Regions from separate parts of the Mus musculus genome. Here region 2 is linked to region 1. A link is a contact called in public HiChIP or PLAC-seq data. All regions are on one chromosome and are shown on one strand. The core of a region is the stretch at or near the end of the contact, and the rest is flanking DNA. Distances in the headings are between cores, read along the strand shown. Region 1 overlaps Maml3 (mastermind like transcriptional coactivator 3). Region 2 overlaps Maml3 (mastermind like transcriptional coactivator 3).

Region 1 (3,658 bases), core at 626-3,125:
AATGACAAGCACCCACAGCAGGCAGTGCATAACCACCCGTAGTAATAGCTCCAGATTAAAGGTATGATGCCCCCTTCTGGCCTCCAAGCTCGGTGCACTCACATGCACAAACTCATTCATACGCACCTCTAACTAAAAATACTACAAAGGAAGTACCAAGCTAACAAAAACTAAGTGGACTGGACTTATACGACATTAATTTAGTCTGGAAGGTAATTTGATAGACATTTTGCTTAAATACTTTTGAAACTCTCGATAATACCAGTTTTCAGAAGTTTTACAATCACAGAACATTAGCCATACATACATCTTTAAAATGTATGAAGTATCATCTTGTGCTGGCATTAAACAGGACACTCATTGTTCAGACAGATTATCTTATTATCTTATCAAGTTATGAATACATTCCCCCTGTGATAGCACAAAGGAAGTTTCGCAGAGGGTCAGTGGTAGAGGGCTGTCTAGCACGCTGAGGTGCTGAGTTCAGTACACAGCACATTAATGAACAGTGTTTTATAGCAGGTCACAAGTCTCCTCTGTATACACAGTTTTTAGTTTACAGTTTCCAAGAAATCACCTTCAGTTCTAGTAAGCACTCAAGTCTGGGCTCCTGTATAGGCTAGGCAAGTCTGCTACCATTTGGCTACATACACCTACAGCTCTTTAAACTCTTAGTTTCAAAATGATAGTCAAGAGAGCTTTGTTCATAACATAGATTAACACCCTACTGGAAATTAACCATTTGGTTCTTTGGTTACAAAACACATTGTTCTAAATCCAATATTCCAGAACCCTGGGAATATTTGAAGCATTTTAGCACACCATGTTTTAGACATATGCTCCCTATTGCCCCCTTACAGAGGTAGGCTACTGTGTAGTAACCAGCTTCCTGGCATCATTGCAGTAGATAGAGGTGCTCCCTTCCAGGACAGTCTGCTGGAGACAGATGGGCCCCATCATTAGGCTCTCTGCTAGAAGGTCTCTACGACTCGGAGTATTTGGGCAGATGTATGTTATAGGGGAGAGAAACATTAATTTAGACAGTGTGATGCGTTTATTGCTGTGAATAAATCAATTCAATCCAACCAACATTTAGTGAGCCCTTGCTAAGTCTTACCTGGGCAATCTGTTGGTGGAAATAGGGACAAGGCAAATGAAGACCTTGTTTACTGTCACATGCAAAGAAATCAGGCTGTCATGCATATTGTATTAAACCCAAGAGAGACCAGAGAGACCATCTACTTTAGTTCTGCCTAGAACAAAGAGTTAATGATCTCCTTTACAGATAACATATTAAAAACAGTACACCTGAATCTGGCTTACCTGTCACCCAGCACTCAGGAGGCTGAGGCAGGAGGATTGTTGAGTCCAATACAAGCCTGGGATATATACCAAGACTTCTTAGAAACAAAACAAAACAGTATAGATAATTTTGTATCTGAGACTTAAGATGATATCTGAACACCAATTAGGTTTCAATATGTCTGAACACTAACCACGTTTCAAATATTTGAGCTAGAACTTTGATATTAATTTGTTATGTTCCTCATGAATTAATATAGCACCAGTTAGGAACATTCTACAGGAGTGTCCTTTCACAGAGATTTAAGTGAATTAACCAAGATCACACAGGCAGTCTGTTCTGCTCTGAATTATGCAGCCTCCTTTACATGTGTGATGCTTTGTAGACCCCGGCAAAGACCAACAAAACACTGTTCAGAGCAGGGATCTAAAAAGGGAGAGAAGCAGTGGCTGGGGAAACCTCCCTACAGAGGACATTTATGAAAGCTAGTCAGCCTGCATCCCTCTCCCTAGATGCTCTCAGGTTTCTTCACCTTCACCACTGACTGTGAAGTTGCCAGATGTCTGCACCTGACCCTGGGCCACGTGAACATGAGCTCCAGGATTTGAGTTCAAACAGATAAGGAGAAGAAAAGGGGCAGGAAATGACACATTTTGGTAGGCGGCATCTTGATCATCTCAGTGGCATTTCATGCTAAGAGCCTAGCAGTACCTTGAGTCTGCCTTTCCAGGCATGATGGTTCCCAGGGTTCTGGAAACGATGGCTGACTAAAAATTTACAGACAACACACACACACACACACACACACACACACACACAAAAGATTCTACCGCTGTCAAGTCATCCAAATAACATACTGACAGACACAAAGATCTAGTTGCAGATGGCCGGGTATCCCTTCTAAATCTGCTCATGTTTGATTAGCAAACTTCTCTGTGTATGCGTGGTTTGTGTGTGTAGCTGCACGCCCATGTGGAGGTGAGATGATGACCTTGGGTGTTGGTCCTCATTGGCCTGGAACTTTCTAAGTAGGTTAGAAGAAGTCGTTGGTGAGCTCCAGGGACCCACATGTCTCTAGTTCCCCAGAGCTGGGATTACAAGTATGTGCTACCATGCATAACTTAAAAAAAAAAAAGTTAAGCTTGGGCCTTGGGAGTTGAACTCAAGTCCTTACATTTCAAAGCAAACATTTTAGTAACCTAGCATCTCCCCAGCCCTCAGTTACCTAATTACCCAGGGCTGATGCTTGAATGTTCTACCTGTAGCATTGACCAGTGAGTATGAGAGCATCATTGTTGTAGTATACTGAGGATATATTACATTCCTGGTAAAAACAAAAGGACAAAACACCTTAGCTAGCCCCGTTAACACTGTCTGGAACACCTTGTCAGGAAGTGTTGTTTAAAGAGAAGGCCTTTGTAGAAGATCAATACTTGTGACCAAGACTCCCTGGCTTCACTATGACCTGAGGTAGCCCATAAATCACTATCAAAGAAAGATTACATCACACTCCCTTCATTTTAAAAGTAATTAATCTTCTGTCAAAATTTTATAATATCCCTGCTCAATACTCTTGCTCCAGTGAGACAGAACACCGCATGTCTATGGAAATAGAGGTCATTGGGCATTTTATCCAAAGCACACCACTCTGCCCACCATGTCCCGTGATGTGGAACCAAGAAGGCACACAGAATGGTGCGAAGGGTGGGGTGATAACCACTGAGCCCACAGGTTCCACGCAATCCATGGGTACCTGGTATGTCACAAGCTCCCAGAATGACTTCCGGGGAAAGGACGGTTTTGAAGCTCAGATGTCCCTTTGTGGGACAAATCTTTACTCCGGGCTGGAAGAGCACATCTGTATCTGATGCTAGCTAATGGCACTGCAACCATCTCTGCTCTTCCATGTAGCTGACCAAGATCACACCGCTTCCTAGACCAGGTCAGGTACCAAGAGGTCTGCCTTGAAGGCATATTTTGAGAGGAAGGTGAGCAACAGCAGCTAAAATCTTACAGGTGGGGGGAGGGGTAGGGCGAGATAGAGAAGAGACAGACAGACAGACAGATCATTCTTCTGCCTTAGCAATATAGTTCTCTCTAGTTAGAAAGTGGCAGAGGTTCTGTTAGGTTTCACTTGCAGAGAACTCAGAAAGGACAGGCACACTGTTGGGTGAGAAGGCACAGTTGACATGATACACGACGTAGATGGCACCTGTCAAGTATGTCAATAATACATTCTGAGCTTTGGATAAGCCTGAGAAACTGTCTAACTGGAAACTTCATTAGTAATACTAATAAAAAAAAAAATCCCAACCCAACAATAGACCCGCAGAAGGTGAGTGCCACAGGCACGTT
Region 2 (3,658 bases), core at 487-2,986, 150 kb after region 1:
CACACAGGCAATAGACTTAAGTGATAAACATATACTCAGGTCATGAGATCCATCGAGGGGGCATTTCTATTATTCAACATCATAGGCAGCCAAATCCACGACTCAGACTTCCACCCTCTCTTTGTCTTTGATCCCATCTTAATGTTTCGCTGCCTCGGTACACAGGCGTGCTTTCTGCTTACAAGTGCAGAGAGACGGATCCATAAATTACATCACACCTGCATGCCTGCACGCATATCCCAAGCTCACACGGAGCAAGATGCAGCTGTCTGGTCCCCACCCCTGCTGGATGATGGGGCCGCAGAAATGAACACCAGCTTAGCAGCCTACAAACCTAGGGTTCTGAGCTTCTCCGGATGGCAACATACATGAATTCACATCCCTAGCATATCGTGTAATCACAGAGCTACATGTTGCCCTGGCAATGAGGGCTTTCCAGACACAGTGATATGTTCTGAAGTGACAATGGTAAACATATAGAGCCGTTCTCAATTTTTGGGTAGGGGATCTGGCAGGAAGCAAAGGTCCTGGGTCTGAGTAGCTAAAATCTGTCTTACAAGTGGTGCAAGCAATGGCTGGGTATACAACATCATTGATTTGCAGAAAAGGACACAGCTACAGTCATGATGTGATGTGTTCATGTCACACACACTCAAAACAGAGTCTACTCTGTGTTAGAAATGTTTCTGACACTAATTCAAGTCAGGCTCTCTGAATAGAATGCTCAAACAATTAGGAGATATAATGGTGTTCTAATACATACATTCACATTGGATTAGCCAGTGACATGTATACACACTTAGATTACTAACACTCTGGGTAAACAAGGGCGAAGCCAGTCTCCAATATAGAGGGATTTTCAAATACAGACATTCACATGTATTCACCATGAAATAATGTTTTTCCTTTTGCCTCAAGGGTTCCACAGTGACTCAAAAGAAAAACATAAAATGAAAGTAGATACTTCAAGTCAATACAAGACAACCTTTTCTTAAACTTTAAAAAAAATACGCTATATACATTATTGTAAAGATGATAAGACTAAACGTAATGGCCTGAACTAGCCACACTGTCTAGCCAACATATAAACATGTTTAAATAAATGTCCGCTAAATACCATAATCTCTAAGCAGCTCACTGGCTTACCAAACTGGCTGAAATCGTTCACTGGTCTCTCAATGGTGCCCTATCTGGAGTAAACAGACGTATTAATATTTTTTATTCTCAGGAGATGTCAACAACATAGTCATAAATTCCTGGATGAAAAAGACCCCTGATATCCCAGGATTGAACTCAAGTTGTCAAAACTTGTACAAGAGTCTTTACCTGCTTAGCCATCCTGCTGCCCCATCCCCTCAACCAGGATTTTTGTAGTGAATTTTGTAGATCTATTTGGCAAAGAATATATGAGTGTTCCAGTTTCCTAGTCTGCTACACACCACTCTGCTACATGGGTTGGGTGGTTTTGTTTCATCTTCCGATCATCTCCTGTGTCACTACCCCATGTCCCCTCCTCCCAGCCCTTGCTCCATTTCCTTAGCCAGGAGTAGCTTCAGCCTCACTTGAGATCCTGCCACTTGCTCGCTCCACGCGCATTCACTGCATCTTACCTGTGTGCTATGCAGGTTACACCTAAGGGTTTACTAGTTCACCTCAGGTAAAGACTAGGGTTAGAGCGGACACTCCCTCCTTCCTTGCTTCATGACTTCAAACACTGCACTCGCTGGGACTTTCCCTTGGCTATAAAAAGAATTACTAATTCAATTCAATGATAACCACAGAGACAGACAGGCTGGTAACTCGCCTGACCCGAAGAAGTCATTCAATAAACACCACCAGGCACAGTTTATTTTAGGCCAGGGTGAAAAGGGGGATGCCAGTTCTTCTGGAAGCTGTGGGGTTACCTTAGAATTCTCATACATATTTTCAAAACTCGACTTCCTCTTACTCCCCCCTGGGAACGCTGGATTTCTGAATGCCTTTGTGGGTACAAGGCTACTTATCCCCACTCGGAAGCCCACATCCTTCACACTGAGAGCACAGTGCTGGTTAGAGTCTATTTCTTTCTGCACACAGAGGGAATAACTGGGAGATGCTACTACTAAAATCGACCTGTGCCAGGTGTTAGGACACACACACACACACAACTCCAGCTTCCGGAAGGTCAGGGCAGATGGATTTTGAGTTCAAGGCCAGTTTGGGCTATACAGGAAGTTCCTGTCTAAAAACAAAAACAAACATACAAACAAACAAAAACCCTAAGTATTACTTAGGAATTGTTTCAATTCTCAGACTTTGTTATGAATGGTACTGTTGTGAAATCTATGTTAAATGTAGATCATGGGTGCTGCTGACGAATGATCTGGGGCTCACGTTTGGGTTAGTTCATTTTCCACTCGCACCATTATAAATGACAATGTTCTCCACCCCTACGATGTAGATTTGGTTTAGGGTTTCATTATGATGACTGATACTCTCCTAGTTTTCATAAAAAACATGCTGGCTTTTTAATTTTGCTTTCTATTTCTGGGTTAGCTGTACATTATTGACAACTTATGCTGTCCAGACTATGGAATTTGGCAATACATTATATTTACACCACATTTGAAAATACTTTTCAGGGAGGATGGTTTTTCTTTTCTTCTTCGATTTAGCTGCTATGTATGTACTTGACCGTGGTGTTCTCACAGAATTAAGATTTTGCAAACTGATCTACTGACCCATGAATGTGTACCCTGGTAACTTTCTGGAACAAAATCATGGAGAGTAAGAGACAGGAAGAGGTACAAATCTTTCAACAGTACTTAGTGTGTTTGTTAAATGCTCTCCTCAAGTGTCATGGCTGAATACTAGGACACCAGCTGGTAAGCAGAACTTGTTGTTCCTGTGGTGGTACTGAGGTTGGTGGTGCCCAGAGGACTCTGGAAACAAAGAGGCCAGACATCATCTGTGTATATTGCATGCATGGGCATGAATGTATGGTGTGTGTGTGTGTGTGTGTGCTTTTCGAGGGATTAATACATGCTAATTAAGCAGGGCTTTTCTGCTTTTGTACTACATATAACTGAATGAACTAACAAATATCCTTCACATTAGAAACCTTTAATGCCGAGTCAGCTGGTTTCACTGTATTCATTGTTGGTCAAGCACTAGGAGATGTGGAATCCATAACCAGCCGTGTACAGGGCCTGTTGTGAAGGCCGCTGAACACAGGGTCTGCGCTCTGCCTTTTCCAGTTCTGTGCTCTCCTGCTGACAGGCCACGGCCTGGGAATTTGTGATCACTAAAATTCTCCGATTAGTCTGCACTCAGCACTGTCCAGAGGAATCAGAGCACACATCCTACCTGTGTCACCACCACGTGACCATGCTTAAAGCCACACCCCACCCCACCCTCACACACAGACACGTTGGCCTCTACTTAAATTGCTCGCCAGAAAGATGATTTAAATCACTTTCCAACAAATACAATTTCAGTATAGTTTTTCTCACCAAAGTATGTCCCCATTGTACAAACCCTATTGTAAGTTGCAGAAAATTCAGGTTTATAGTTTTCCATTGGAAGAAACTGTATACTAAATGTGTAAACTGTACAGAAACGGGCCCCTTAGGAAGCAGAACATTTTATTTTCCGTAGATAAATAAAGCAGATAGTGATA

The links. HiChIP or PLAC-seq counts read pairs in DNA pulled down with a chosen protein or histone mark.
Region 2: a contact with region 1 is called in a BATF HiChIP or PLAC-seq map of CD8 T cells, with 5 read pairs. The contact joins two enhancer-like sites. A contact is called at or near these places in 2 of 484 Hi-C or Micro-C datasets (the N1E-115 cell line and embryonic fibroblasts) and 2 of 115 datasets of contacts at active chromatin or transcription factors (CD8 T cells and cardiomyocytes).

The regions. Positions count from the first base shown.
Region 1 is chr3:51,757,801-51,761,458 of GRCm38.p6, forward strand. All of the region lies in intron 2 of Maml3 (mastermind like transcriptional coactivator 3), which reads right to left. Among named protein-coding and RNA genes, the nearest start is that of Gm46803, 52 kb to the left of the region's middle. Within about 2 kb of position 1,876, at least 20 of the 459 cell types and tissues checked have an H3K27ac peak or open chromatin away from gene starts, as enhancers often do. A contact at or near this core is called in CD8 T cells, where this site is marked.
Region 2 is chr3:51,904,340-51,907,997 of GRCm38.p6, forward strand. All of the region lies in intron 1 of Maml3 (mastermind like transcriptional coactivator 3), which reads right to left. Among named protein-coding and RNA genes, the nearest start is that of Gm46803, 200 kb to the left of the region's middle. RefSeq lists an enhancer at 3,232-3,658. Within about 2 kb of position 1,737, at least 49 of the 459 cell types and tissues checked have an H3K27ac peak or open chromatin away from gene starts, as enhancers often do. A contact at or near this core is called in CD8 T cells, where this site is marked.